3 separate regions of the Mus musculus genome follow, and all the other regions are linked to region 2. Evidence: chromatin contacts called from public HiChIP or PLAC-seq and promoter capture Hi-C data. All regions are on one chromosome and are shown on one strand. Each heading gives the region's core, a stretch centred on a gene start, on an enhancer-like site or on the middle of the called end of the contact. The rest is flanking DNA. Distances are from core to core; before and after follow the strand shown.

Region 1 (4,824 bases), core at 2,051-4,550, 220 kb after region 2:
TTGACTTAGAATCAGGAGCAAATTTTGTTCCTTTCCTTTCCTTTCCTTTCCTTTCCTTTCCTTTCCTTTCCTTTCCTTTCCTTTCCTTTCCTTTCCTTTCCTTTCCTTTCCTCTCCTCTCCTCTCCTCTCCTCTCCTCTCCTCTCCTCTCCTCTCCTCTCCTCTCCTCTCCTCTCCTCTCCTCTTTCTCTCTCTCCCTCCCTCTCTCCCTCTCTCTCTTTCTCTCTCTCTTCTTTCTTTCTTCCTTCCTTCCTTCCTTCCTTCTTTCTTTCTTTCTTTCTTTCTTTCTTTCTTTCTTTCTTTCTTTCTTTCTTTCTCTCATGTCTTAGTCAAAGTATGGTTGCTATGAAGAGACACCATGATTATGACACTTCTTATAAAAGAAAGTGTTTAATTAGAGCTGGCTTATAGTTTCAGAGTTTTATTCTATTATCATCAGGGCAGGGAGCATGGCAGCACTCAGCACTAAGAGTTCTACATCTGGATCTGCAGGCAACAAAAACACCTGTCCTGGCCTGGGCTCACCTCCAAACCCACCTCCAGTGACACATTTCCTCCAACAAGGCCACACCACCCAATCCTTCTCAAGTAGAGCCACTGCCTTAACATTCAAACATATGAATCTATAGGGGCCATTCTTATTGAAACCACCATAAGGATGAAGGAAAAAAACATTCCATTGCCTGATCTTGGACCATATATGAATTCTTGAATTCTCTGTCTAGAATATACTAATATTCTAGCTTTTATCTGCTCTTGGTAGATGTCAAGAACATATTGGTACATTTCTTTCAACAGGTCCCTTCTGAGCCATTGGTGTGTGCTGGTTTTAGAGTGCTAGGTAATGATATTGGCCACTTATTGATAGCTCACTGTATACTATCTCTGGACTGTATGCTTGGCATATGCTAAGATCCACATGTACACGCTCCTATCTAGTGAGATGAGAAGAACATGAAAATAAATCAAGTGAACAGTTGGTGTTGAGGTGCTAAATACACTAGAGTGTAAAAGCAGGAATAAGGTGTTGAGGGAAGGCTCTGGGAGGGAGGGATGGAGGTGTTGGGGATTGAGTCTGGGACCTTGCACATATTGGCAAATGTTCCTCCTTTTGGTTATATCTCCAGCCCAGGAAAAATCCTGAAAGAAGGGTTTTGAGCTACACCTGAGAGGTGGCCAGGTGCTTGCTCTGTACACTTCCTGGAGAAAGTTGACCCAGGGAACAGGAGCAGAATGGGCTCAGTATGGGCCATTGTGTATTTGAGAGTGCTGCACACACCAGTGTGTCAGAAATGAAAACCAAGTGTCAGGAAAGTCCACATTATCAAAACCCTGATCTCTGAAGACAGGGAGTGGTCCATGGAGAACCCAGGATGGTGTATAAGAGGCCGTAGCATGGTGGGCCCTGGATTTCAGAATGATAACTGAGACTGTATCAATGAACATATAGGATTTGATGTTGAAGTCAGGAAATCAGAGAGATCATATTGCATTAGCTGTGGAGAAGACAGAATCCTGAACTAAGGCTGGTCCCACAGGTGTGGAGACGAGAAATGGCTTGGAGGAACAGCTAACGCTATGGAAGAACCATTTATAGATACCATTCCTGCCATGGGACAGACTTGACTGCTTATAAATCATAAGAGTGGGTTATTTATACCTTTAAGTAGGCAAATGCCACAAGACATGGTTTTGGGGACAATCCCAGGACATACTAAACACCCTACAATCAAGCTACCTCCCCAGCCCAAGACAGAACTTTTATTTAGAGAGTTGACTGTCGAATATTTATTGCATATTCCTAAATGTCATGAAGGTTGGATTGTAAACTCTGTTGACTGCAGAGATAAAGGAATAAGACTTGCAAATAATCAATAGATTTATGGGTTGGTTGAGGGATTCTTTGAGATGAGGTGAGATGGGGAAGATTTAGAAAGGAGACAGGGAAGAGAGATAAGAAGTATATTTTGGGATCTCATGTGTTTGAAATCTATAAAGACAGTCCAGTTGTGCAAGGCTGTGGGCATTGAGGACTGAAGCCTAGAAGAAGGGTTTTATGAATGACTGGACTCTAATACTCTGGGGAAAAAAATCTACTCATTCAGCGTGAAGACAGAGGACAGTAAACGGAGCTTCATGGGAAATGCCAGCATCCACGCAGCAGAAGGAAAAGGAGCTAGCATAGTGAGGACGGCCAAAGGGAGGCTGTAGGTGACTGTAGGCCACTCTTCCTAAGAGCAGATCCCCTGGGCTTTGGAGCTCAGGGAGGAGTAAAGGCCACTATAAAACATATCCTTGGGAATCTTCTGTGCTGGTCAGCAGTCCCGTCACTAGTAGGACCAGCCACCTACTCAGAGCAGGGCTGAAAACACACTCTATCTTAGGGTTTCCATTGTGTGCAGAATCACCATGACCATGGCAACCCTTATAAAGGGAAGCATTTAATTGGGGCTGATTTATTGGTTCAGAGTTTAGTCCATTGGTGGGAAGCATGGCAGTGTGCAAGCTGACATGGTGCCAGGAGGAGCTGAGAGTTCTCTGTCTGGATCCAGAGCAACAGGACGAGAGTGGCACTGTGTTTAGCTTGGGCTCTTGAAATCTCAAAGCCCAACCTCCTAGAGACACACTTCCTCCAACAATGCCACACCCACCCTGACTGGGCACTCCTAATGACTCCCGCTACCACTCCCTGATGACTAAGCATTCAAATCTATGAGCTGATGACTAAGCAGTCACATCTATGAACCTCTGGGGGCCGTTCCCACCCAAACCACCAGAATGATCTTGAACCTTCTGAGCCTTCTGCCTCTACCTCCCAAGAGCTAGAGTCACAACTGTGTACTAATATGCTGTTTCTGCAGTGCTAGGGATTCGAACCAGAGTCTCATGTGTGCTCCATAGCACTCTACTAACAGCTCCATTCCCAGCCCCAGGGAAAACTTTATTTGTTACAAACACGGGTCTGTTTCAGTTATGTATGTTTGTTTGTGTGTATTAATAGTGCATATTATACATTAGCGTGTATCCGTTTCTCACGGAGAGTCACAGCAAAACCATAGTACTGAAAGCTGCTCGGAGGAGGACTTCTTTCTGTTGGAAGGGTGAGGTGACGCCTTCCCCATACCTGACGTGATTTCCCCTGGTTAGTTGCTATCTGATCCGCTTTTCTTTCCTGAGCTGGAGTCTTCTATGCCCTTGTCATGGCAGCCTGCCAGCCCTTATCACGTGCTGGCTGCAACGTCTCCAAAGATATTTTTTAGGGCCTGGCTCATTTCCTTTCTCCTTGTGCCAGTGTAAAGGGACATAGCTTTCACAATGAGCTCAACCCCTGCTCACTGAAAACCCAGACTGTCCTCAGCTGTGTAACCCTGTTGAAACCCTGTTGAAATGACTCTTGAAACCAGACCAGTCTGACCAGTTTCTTTTCCCAGGAGACCTTTGAACTGTAGTGGGCATAACTACTGGGGCTAAGGGTCTTTGTGTTTTGCTTAAATGAGTCTTATCCTGGAGATATGTGACTATTACCCTTTGAGATCGGAGGCTCCCAGAAGGAGATCTGTGTTTTCCAAGTCAGAAGGGGAGTTGGGAGGAAATGGTTTCCTCTTAAGACATCTGGGGGTTAGATTTTGGGGGGTATTTAGGCTTTGTAGCAGGTCTGCTTTTAGAGGCTTCCTTTCTGCGACATGTACCCATCAGAATGGGATGTTAAGTATGTGGAACAGTGTGGTTACACACTGTTGGAGTGACACAGCGGGAGATGACGCAGCAGCCCTGCATTAGCTCACTCAGCTTTCCAAACGCTGCCCTGAAAACCTGAGGAGAAAAATGCTCCTTCCATCACACAACTTCCTAAACTTCAAACATTAAAAAAAAAAAAAAAACAACCCCTGCATTCCCTTCCTCTTCTCCCTTCTTAGGGTCTCACTATGTAGCCCTGGCTGGCCTGCTGCTCACTACGTAGACCAGGCTGGCCCCAGTTTTGCAGAGCCAATTCCCTGGCTTCTGCTTTCTAAGTGCTCGTATTACAGAGACGCTACACAGATCTTCAGAAGATGATGTCGACTATTCATGCTACATTTAGTGTAAAAAATTCAACTACAAATACTTTGGCTTGTTTGTTGTGTTCTCTGGACTCTATAAACTACCCTGGACAAATATGAAATAACTGACAGGAGATGAGATGAATACTTAGGTCTGTCACTCTGCCAGGTGCTGAGTGTGTGAGAACGAGTGAGTGAATTTCTTAACCTTTCTGTGCCTTGGCTTCCCTACACCAAAAGTAAAGATGCCGATTAGACTTGACCACATTAGTCTGTTGTGAAGACTACACTGGAAAAGTGGTACGGTAGTCCTTAATACATCAAATCTTCAATAATAGTTAGCTGTTATCACAGGTTAAGCGTCCCTTATCTCAAAATCTAAAATCAGAAATGTTTCCTAACTGCCAGTTCTTGAGCACCAGGCCTGACTAGGAATGGAAAATCCCATACCTGTCCCAATGGGTTGGGCCACAGTAAGAACACAGGTGCATCAAAAATAATGTTCATGGTGGCCTTCAGGTTGTGAGTTAGAGGTATATGAAATGCCAATAAAGTTTGAGTGTCCCAGGATACCCTATCATACACATGTAGCTGGCCCCAGATCTGAAAACCTGATAGCTGAAACACTTCTGACCCCAAGATTTCAGACAAGGACCCTTCAGCCTGTGCAGTCACTGCAAGGGTGTAGCTTTTCTGCAAGGAGTAATTTTAGCAACAGAGGAACTTACAGGACACAGGGACAGCAGAGCGGGTGAGAACAGACGCTTGTTAAAAACTGCTGCTGC
Region 2 (4,427 bases), core at 1,423-3,922:
TGCCCTACGGGTGCTTTATTTGTATTATTTTATGTGTATGTGTGTTTGCTTGTGTCCATGGAAACCAGATAAAGGTGTTCAAGCTACCTACTTGAGCTAGAAATTTAATTCAGGACCTTGGTAAGCCCTCTTAAACACTGCGCCATCTCTCCAGCCCCGTGAATCTTCTTATAGAAAGATAAACCAACTGTACTCACCTCAAATTCTTTGTTCTACTACCAACATGCTCCTGAAACCCCAATGTAGACTTTTAACAGCTTTAGAACTGCACCTATACTGAGGGAACAGATCTGGAGCAGATGTGGTACTGTGGGCCCAGCCACCGAGGAGGCTAGAATAGGAAAAAGTGAGGTTCCAGGCCCATCTGGGCAATACTATCCCCTCATCTCTTTATTTTTTCAAATAATCCACATTTCCCCTCTTAGACATCATTGAGCATTTTACGTCATTTTCTTGCAGCACAGACTCTTGCACCAGCAGGTTGGTAAGCACTACAGTCCCAGCACAGGAGATGGTGCAAGTCCAGAGGGATTCAAGGTCATCCTGAGCCGCAAGCAATTTCAAGGCCAGCATGTCTCAAAAAAAGAAAAAGAAAAAAAAAAAAAAAAAAAAAACTCAAGCTTTTAAAACGCTGCATTTAAGTCTCTCATAATTTTATAATCTTTATTCCACTTGGTTGCTTGATTGACTGATTGAGACAGGGTTTGTGTGTGTAGCCATGGCTGTCAACTCTCGCTGTAGACCAGGCTGGCCTGGAATGTACAGAGGTTAAGACCGCCTCTGCCTCCCAAGTGCTAGGATTAAAGGGGTGCATATCACCACGACCTGGCTCAGCCTTAATCCACCTGAATTCTAATTTCTAGTACAGGCTGGTTTGGCAATATTGTTTCAGAAGGAAAGGCTGATCCTTACACAAGCTTGAAACTCTGACTTGGGAAAAGGCTATTTGGCATTCGTCAGAGGACAGGAACAGAATCAAGTAAGATTTTGTAAGTGAAAGGATCCTGAAAACAGCAAATCACCTACTTGCTGCAACTATGTGGAGAGATTTGCTTATTCATATACTACATGAACTAAAAAGGAAAGTAACTGAAAACTGGCAATGCAGATCAAAAAATAGCATGCAAGCCGGGCGTGGTGGCACACGCCTTTAATCCCAGCACTCGGGAGGCAGAGGCAGGCGGATTTCTGGGTTCAAGGCCAGCCTGGTCTACAAAGTGAGTGCCAGGACAGCCAGGGCTACACAGAGAAACCCTGTCTCGAAAAACCAAAAAAAAAAAAAAAAAATAGCATGCAATCATAAATATAGCCCCCATGTATATTTGTGTAGTTTTTCTCATCTTGCCAAAGTAAATGAAATAACAAAACTATCGGCATAGTATAAGTTACTGAAACAAGTTATAAAATTTTCATTCTTCCATACTTATATTAACAGTACAAACTCACTGCCAGCATTCATAAGATCAAATAGCCTGCTGCAATCATCGGATTTGCTCTGACCTTTCCATAAGATACAACTGCACCCTCAACCACAGAAGACACTCGGAGAAATGGTCTCATTCTCTCCCTCTCCCTCCCCTCCCCTGCCTCTTTGGTTTGCTTGCTTGCTTGCTTGCTTGCTTTGAAATGGGGGCTCCTGTAGCCTAGGCTAGCCTGGAAGTCCTTCTCTACCTTCCTCCACCTTCCAAATGTTATCTTCTGCCAAAGGCATCTCTAGGCTTGAGCAGTCTACCCTGACTCTCATTATCTTTGGTAACAGGTTTTTCGTAAAGAAAAAAATTGTCAGATCAAACAAAAAAATATCTGGCATGACATGGTGGCAATACATTTGGAATCCCAGCAACTTGGGAGATGGAGGCAGGAGGATCAGGACTTGGGAGGCCAGACATTGGACTGTCTCGAAAAAATTTAAAGAAGAAAAAAGAGAGAGAGAGAGAGAGAGAACATTCTAGAATTCTACATTAAGCACTAAGTCTCGAGACCTTTGGTAAAACGCGTCTTCAGTTTAGTTAGACTCTGCTCCAGCCAGGATGTCAGCCCCTGGCTCCATTTCGCAGGCCTAATACTGATTCCGACAGAATGTAAACCCTAATCTTCAGTTGTGTGCAAAGCCCCTAAGGCAATCAAATCAATCACATTGCCTAACAGGTCAACATGACGAATTTTCCGACGAGGAGCATTTTGTATTTGAAAAATGCTTGAGCGCTTGGGAAAGCACTCACACCGTGGAAATGTGACCCGAACAAAAGCTGCGACCGACAGACGCTACGACTGGACTCGACCCAAACGCTGCGTCGGCCGAAGACACGCCACTGGGACGGTGACACCTCGGTTTTCCCGTTCGTAGCAATGAATAACGGGGCGGCGCGCACAGGTCGCGCCCCCCGACCCGGATCCCTGACCACCGAGCCGCCCGGGCCGCGCGCCGGGGCGAGCCTCAGCCCGGCCGCGCCCGCCCTCCCTCCGGCCCGCCGCCGCCGCACGCCCGCCCGCCCGTCCGCCGCGCTCACCTCAGCCCGCCGCCCAGCGCACTCCTCCTCGGAGCCTGAGCGCTCGGATCCGCAGGGCCGCAAAACGGTTCCGCAGCGCGGCCCGCAGAACCCGACCGCTGCCCGACGCTTCCCTCGGCAGCCGCCGCTCCTTCCGGTGTCTCCGCGGCCGCTGCGGGCGTCTGGGGGCGGGACCTTGGGGAGACACGCCCCGGGGCGGGGCCTCGGGCCTGGCCTCGGTTCTCCGCTAGGCCTGTGCTAGACAGGCAACCTGAGCTGACGTGTACACCACTTCGGCCGCATTTCTGCTTTTATTCCTATTCTCCCACCCTCTGCAGTCACAAGACAGCTTCCCAAGGTCTCGTCGCGGTGCATTATAAACTCCGCAGTACGGAAAGCCTCAGAAAGGTCTGAAGTTTGCAATATGAAGTGGCTAGCTCAAGGCTGGGGCAGGAGGATTGCGGTAACTTCGAAGCCAGTCTGGGCTGCAGTGTGAGGCTAGTCCTAAACCTTGCTTTTCTAATAACTCCTTTAAGACCTACATTTTCTGGAAGCAAATGCATTTCTCTTTGCCATATATACAAAGAAGAAATTAATCTCTACCATTTTCCACTAGGTTAAATCAAGATCAAATGAAATAGTTACTGAAACCTTGAGATCTTCTTGGTACTTAGAGCAATAGGAAAAAAAAAAAAAACCTTCCACTTATGTGACTGTTACATTCACTTTTTAATATTTTTCCAATTATTTCTATTATATGCATTGGTGTTTTGCCTGCATGCATATCTCAGTGAAGATGTCGGATCCATTGTATCTGGAGTTACAAACAACTGTGAACTAAACTGCCTTCTGGGTGCTGGGGATTGAACCAGTGTCCTCTGGAAGAGCAGCCAGTGGTCCTAACCAGGAGTCATCTTTTTAGCCCCTCACTGTTTGATTTTATAATATGTGAATTCAAACTGCAAAGCTGAAAAAGTTTGTCAGCTGGGCATGGTGGTGTACCCCGGTAAAGCCAGCACTTGGGAGGCTGTGGCAGGATTGTGAGTTTGAGGCTAGCCTGGATTACAGAGTAAGACATGTCTATATGATTAACCCCAAAGTTGGTTGGGAGCATGTATCTAAATATTGTGCAAAATGCCAGTCTCCATCAGAAGCAGGCGACTAATCTGAGGGCTTCTAATTATTCTGCTAGTGGAATCAGAGGATGTTAACCATGATACTCCTTGCTGTCTGGGGCTTGGCGCAAGGGAATGAAGCTGTGTGGGAGGCCCCATGGTTACCACCACTCTACCCTCGGCCTACTCCAGATATTGCTCGTTTGCTTTCACTGATATCCAAATCAGTAATATTGTCATTTTTTTTTTTCGAGACAGGGTTTCACTGTATAGCCCTGGTTGATCTGGAACTCACTTTGTAGACCAGGCTGCCCTCGAACTTAGAAATCCACCTGCCTCTGCCTCCCGAGTGCTGGGATTAAAGGCGTGTGCCACCACACCCGGCTTTCAATTTTTATTGAATGGTTTTCCCCAGGAAATTCATTTTTATTTACCCAGATATAACAACATCAGGCCAAATAAGTGTTTTAATTGGGGGTCATTCAAGCATAGACCACTTAAGGGTAGCTATACCAACAATGAGTCTCTCCCATGCCTCCAGCATTGTTAACTACATTTATACCCTCAGAGATAGGAGGTGCTGCATAAGCCTGGGTGCCCGCCATTGTGTCCATGGGGAAATGCTAACGGGCACAGGATGTGAGGGTTCATGCTGCTAACTACTGCTTTCTGATTTCAAGATGGCAGCCGCCACGAGCTGCCCAGAAGACAGAGGTCCTCAGTGTGCACTTTTACTGTAAAGGTGGGGTTTATTTTTGGAGGATTGATTGATTGACTGATTGATTGATTTGTATGGGTGCTTTGTCTACATATATGTCTGTGT
Region 3 (4,831 bases), core at 394-2,893, 180 kb after region 2:
AGCAAATGCTTCTTTGTAGAAAACGAAGCAGCCTGAGGAAACAGCGAGGATGAGGGACTTGGGAATAAAGTTGCGGTGCCCATCAGTGGCCCCAGGGGCTGAGGAAGAAATCAATGGGTAACTTAAAGCAGACAGCCTTGGGCTAGGGAGATGGCTCCATGGGTAAAGACTGCTTGCTCAAGCGTAAGGCCTGAACTAGGATTTCCCGGACCCTTATAAAGCCTGTTACAGTAGCACAGAGGTCTGCAATCACAGCGCGCCCAGCACGGGAAGGGAGGTGAGAACGGAGAAATCCCAGAAACGCTTGGGCCAAATGCCCTGGCAAGCACAGCAGCACTCGAGAGTGTGTGCACGAACCCGCGCGCGCGCGCGCGCGCGCGCACACACACACACACACACACACACACACACACGTGCGTGCGTTTGCATATGTCCCCCCCCCCTTTTTTTTTCTTAAAGAGAGCCCCTTGAGTGGAGAAATCAGATGGGGTCAGATGAAGGATTGCTTCAGCGCTTAGAGAAGTGAGGTGGATAGAATTACTGATGAGGCATGGGGAGTTGAGGGCAGGCACAACTCAGTGAATGGCTTCAGCTCTCTGAAGAATAGGAGAGAGCTTCTCTTAGGATGTGGAACAATGGACTTGGGAGTGTTGAAAACCTAGGGGAGAAAGCAGGCCTTCCGAGAGGAACAGGCTAGAGAGAGGGGCTGCGGGAATGGCTGGAGTATTTGACTTGACTCGTGTGACCTCCTTTGCTTAGATGGCGAGGAAGGCTGGCTGCTACACAAGTCTGGCTGGGGTTGCCCAAATGTGGCCGAATGCTCTGTCTACTACATTTTTTTTTTTTTTAAGATTAGCACACAAAGTTATGAGTTTGCTTATGGCGTTTTCATGCGCACAGGTCGTTATTGTCTGTTTCGATGTCTCCCCCCCCCCCCCGCTCTCTCTGGAACCCCTCCCCCTCCCTACTTTCCTGTCAGATGCATTCCACAACCCCAAGCCTCTCTCATGTTCCTTTTCTGTTTGCATGTTCCCCGACACATGTAGATTCTACACAGGAGAAGAAAAACAGGCAACATTTTTCTCTTTGAATCTGGCCTACTCTATTTAACATAATAATGTCCTCTCTCCATCCTTTCGTTTTCCTGTAAATATTATAATTTGAGGGGCTTTGGTCGTGGGTGTGTGTTTGAGACGGACTCACTCTGTAGGCCAGGCTAGCCTCCAACCATTGCAATTATCCTGTCCCAGCCTTAACAGTGCTGAAATCATTGAACCACCACGCCCAGTTGAGCGCCCAGATTCTGAAAGGCAAGGCAAGGTAAGGCCGGTCCGCGAGCAAAGGCCCTTTGTTATAGCATCCCCGGCCCTTCATACAAACCAATTCCTTTTCACTGAGAGGAGGTCTGAGTCTAGAAGGGGGTTGACTCGTGCACAGCTTTCCTTCTGCCTGAGTAGGTAGCTGCCCGGCTCAGGTGCCCTGTCCTTCACAGGGAGGGGACCTGAAGCCCGCGCCGCTAGGCGGAAGCGCTGCTACCATTGGCCCAGCAGCCGCTGTCACCTGCGCGGAGCCGGGCCCCCAAGCGCAAAGTCCGCTGTCCGAGGCCAGGGAGCTTGCGCCGCAGCGCAGGTGGTCCACGCCCTGGGACCTGCAAGATGCCGCTTGGACTGCGCGGGAAGAAGAAGGCGGCCAAGTCCAAGGAGGCCGCGAGGCTGGTGGAGGGCGAGAGATCCAGTGGCAGCCAGGGTGTCCCCGGACCCCCAGCTCCGGCACGCAAGCTGGTGTTCCACGCACAGCTGGCGCACGGCAGCGCCACGGGCCGAGTGGAGGACTTCTCCAGCATCAGCGAGCTCTACGCCAAGATTGCCGGCGTGTTCGAGATCGCGCCATCCGAGGTAAGCACAGGGGCACAGCCTGTCCTCCAACCAAGCTGGCTGCGCAGCAGTTCCCGAGCTTCAGGTAGCCAGCAGGGTGGGGTCGGTCCCCAGCGCCTCAGGGGAAGAGAGCTTGGTGGTGGAAAGCCCAGTCCTGGGACCGGATGAAACTATCCGCTCAGATCCGGCTTGTGGGTCACTGGGGTCAAGGCGACTGAGTTTTCTTTTGTTAAGGAGTCTGCTGTAGACTTGCTCAGGTCTAGTCTCGCAGGATAGGATGTGCGCCAGCACCTTCCCGGACGCAGATCTGCTGGAACAAATTAATGCCTTCCACAGGACTTGGACTTTACTCTTAGGCTTTCTGTCAGAGAGCTGCACTGGGAGTCTAACCGGTGTTAAATAGGAGGGGGAAAGTGCCTCCCTGGACACACCACAGGGAGGAGGAAAGACCTCTCGGTGGGTACAACGTGAAGCTTCGTTTGCTCTCCACTGGACGCCTCCAGAACGAACCGTTTCGGTGTTAATATGTAAGAAATGTAAAACATGGGCTGTTATTCCAAAGGAAGTAACTCAGAAAATCATAGCAAACTCTCCAACTAGCAAACACAGTTTTCACGGAAGAGCTCAGCTTCATTTTTTCCAAGGTATCTTTGAAAAGAGACCAAGAAACATAAGTAGGTTGATTATTTGATGCCTGAAGCCGGAGTTGCCATAGGTCCTATTTTGGATGCGTTAGTCTATGGGGGTTTTTGTGGGCCCTTTTGTGCTTACTCAAGAGAGCTACCTGCAAATGCAGGTGTGAAATATTTCGGAGCTGCAGCAAAAGACTCGAGCTCAAATTCCTGAACTCATCAGAAAAAACAAAAACAAAAACAAAACAAAACAAAACAAAACAAAACAAAAACGCACAGTGGTAACCCCAGTGCCTAGGGGATGGGCTTGAACCAGCCTAGTCTACTTGGTATGTTTCAGGATTGTGAGAGAACTTGTTTTTAAGAAAAAAAAAAAAAAAAAGCGAACAGAGTCTAAGAAGCAATGCTCAGGACTGTCCGCTGGCTTCTACTAGCAGCTACACACATGGAAATATTTTGTTCATTTTTGTGTGAGTGTAGGTGCTCTTGCCGGGGAACTCGAAATATGGGTGTGCGCATGCGCACACCCTGTCTCTTTAGGCTCTCAGGCTTTTGCTGTGGGCTTTCAGAAGTTGTAGAGAGCAACTTCTTTTGTTTGTTTTTCGAGACAGGGTTTCTCTGTGTAGCCCTGGCTGTCCTGGAACTCACTTTGTAGACCAGGCTGGCCTCGAACTCAGAAATCCGCCTGCCTCTGCCTCCCAAGTGCTGGGATTAAAGGCGTGCGCCACCACTCCCGGCTGAGAGCAACTTCTTGTCAGAGCGTGGCCTACATACATCTGTTCTGCTGTTACATGTCCGGTGTTTTCTTATTTTTTTATTTTTAAATTAGTTGTTTATTAGGTCTGTTTAAATGAAATTGAGGTCAAGGCGAGGTTTCAATAAGAAAAGAGGGTTTTTTTTTTAATTTTTTTTTTTTGAGATTTAAGAAAATTGCTTTATGTGTGGGGGTGTTTTGTTTGCATGTGTCTGTCCAGTCTGATTCTCTAGAACTGGAGTTAGAGGGCTGTCAGCAGCCCTGGGTGCTGGGAATCAAATCAGAGCTGTCTGAAAGACCATTCAGTGCTCCTAACCCTTGATCCATCTCTCCAGCCCCAAGAAAGGAGTTTTTAAAATGCTAGTCTTTGTTCTTTCAGGGTTCCCAGGCTCTAAGGGCAAATCACAAAGTCTTTTTGTTGTGAATTATTTATTTTAGCGTAGGATTGCCATAACACAGTGCTTGTATAGGGATGTTCAACTGAAAAAGTGCTTTCAAATAACACTTGCCTCTCACCTCCCCCGGGTGAGGTAGACGGCAGCTTAACCAGGTGTGATCGACTGTGAATCCAGGCTCCACTGACTCTCAGTAGCTGGGTAGCCTTGGCCGAGGTTGACTTCTTTTTAGCATCAACTACCTACCCGGGTGGAGATAAGGATATCTATCAGCTAGGCGGTCCTTCAGATGGGAGGGGTCTGCATGTAAACCTAACAGGTTACACTGGTGCTCTAAAAACTGTAATTAATACCGTTGATACAGGCCAGTTAAACAAATGGCTGACGTACAAGAGGTTGGGCGTTGACCAAGGTCAGCTTGGGAGGAAAGAAGCGAGGCTGCTATTTGTGCTTGAGTCCTCTGGTTTCCAAGCTAGTGAGAGTGTTAGTGTAACACCGGTGAGCTTTAAACTCTCTCCTGTAACCAGGGACTCCAGACTTAGAGAACTTTCCAGGAGCCCCTTTCCTTATCATGAATACACGACCCTGAGCTAAAGATACATGACTTCATCCAATCTACTTAGTCCCTAAGAAGTATTATTGTGCTCTTGCTTCACAAAGAGGGAACTAGGGCTTTGAGCTTCATATTCGAAATCATACTTTGTCACAGGATATTTGTTCACACTTTGACCCCCAAGATTGTGTTATTTACTGAAAAAAAAAACAAAACAAAACACCTATTTCTAGTTGTGGGGTGGCTCAGCCTTAGCACACACCTTTAATCCCTCTGGCTGGAGTACAGACATTCTCTTAGCACATACCTTTAATCCCAAACAATGAAGGAAAAGTTAGTTTGTAGAAGGAAGCACCTGTGTTTGAAAGCAATGTCTAATTGAGTGGCAGACAAATTGACCAATCAGAGAAAGATCTGACAGACTAGGCTATGCCCAACTCTTGCGAGAAGAGAGGGGAAAGGGCAGCTAGTGAAGAAGCAGTGCGGAGAGAGAGGGAAGGGCTTTACTGGGACAGGTGTACAGAGGCAGTTTGCAGTGAGAACAGCCGAGACCCAGGTGAAGACAGAATGAGCCAGAGAGTGAGTAGAAGCCAGAAGATTACAACAGATTGCCAAAGGTAGTA

What was found. HiChIP or PLAC-seq counts read pairs in DNA pulled down with a chosen protein or histone mark. Capture Hi-C pulls out chosen DNA fragments and counts their contacts.
Region 1: an H3K4me3 HiChIP or PLAC-seq map of bone marrow-derived macrophages shows a contact between it and region 2, with 3 times the contacts expected there. The contact joins the enhancer-like site here to the promoter of Usp33 in region 2. A contact is called at or near these places in 4 of 484 Hi-C or Micro-C datasets (LSK cells, myeloid progenitors, palatal mesenchyme and 1 more), 4 of 115 datasets of contacts at active chromatin or transcription factors (bone marrow-derived macrophages, cardiomyocytes, embryonic stem cells and 1 more) and 3 of 9 other capture datasets (adipose tissue, liver and macrophages).
Region 3: a contact with region 2 is called in a promoter capture Hi-C map of adipose tissue. The contact joins the promoter of Gipc2 here to the promoter of Usp33 in region 2. A contact is called at or near these places in 1 of 484 Hi-C or Micro-C datasets (embryonic stem cells), 2 of 115 datasets of contacts at active chromatin or transcription factors (embryonic limb bud and pancreatic cancer cells) and 3 of 9 other capture datasets (adipose tissue, liver and pancreatic islet).

What each region holds. Positions count from the first base shown.
Region 1 is chr3:152,120,722-152,125,545 of GRCm38.p6, reverse strand. All of the region lies in intron 3 of Gipc2 (GIPC PDZ domain containing family, member 2), which reads left to right. Among named protein-coding and RNA genes, the nearest start is that of Gm40179, 16 kb to the right of the region's middle. Within about 2 kb of position 3,300, at least 192 of the 459 cell types and tissues checked have an H3K27ac peak or open chromatin away from gene starts, as enhancers often do. A contact at or near this core is called in LSK cells, adipose tissue, bone marrow-derived macrophages and 5 more, where this site is marked.
Region 2 is chr3:152,344,723-152,349,149 of GRCm38.p6, reverse strand. It overlaps Usp33 (ubiquitin specific peptidase 33), which reads right to left and starts at 2,672. Exons shown (of 24, transcript NM_133247.3): 1 at 2,511-2,672.
Region 3 is chr3:152,162,712-152,167,542 of GRCm38.p6, reverse strand. It overlaps Gipc2 (GIPC PDZ domain containing family, member 2), which reads left to right and starts at 1,643. Exons shown (of 6, transcript NM_016867.1): 1 at 1,643-1,895. The coding sequence starts at 1,656.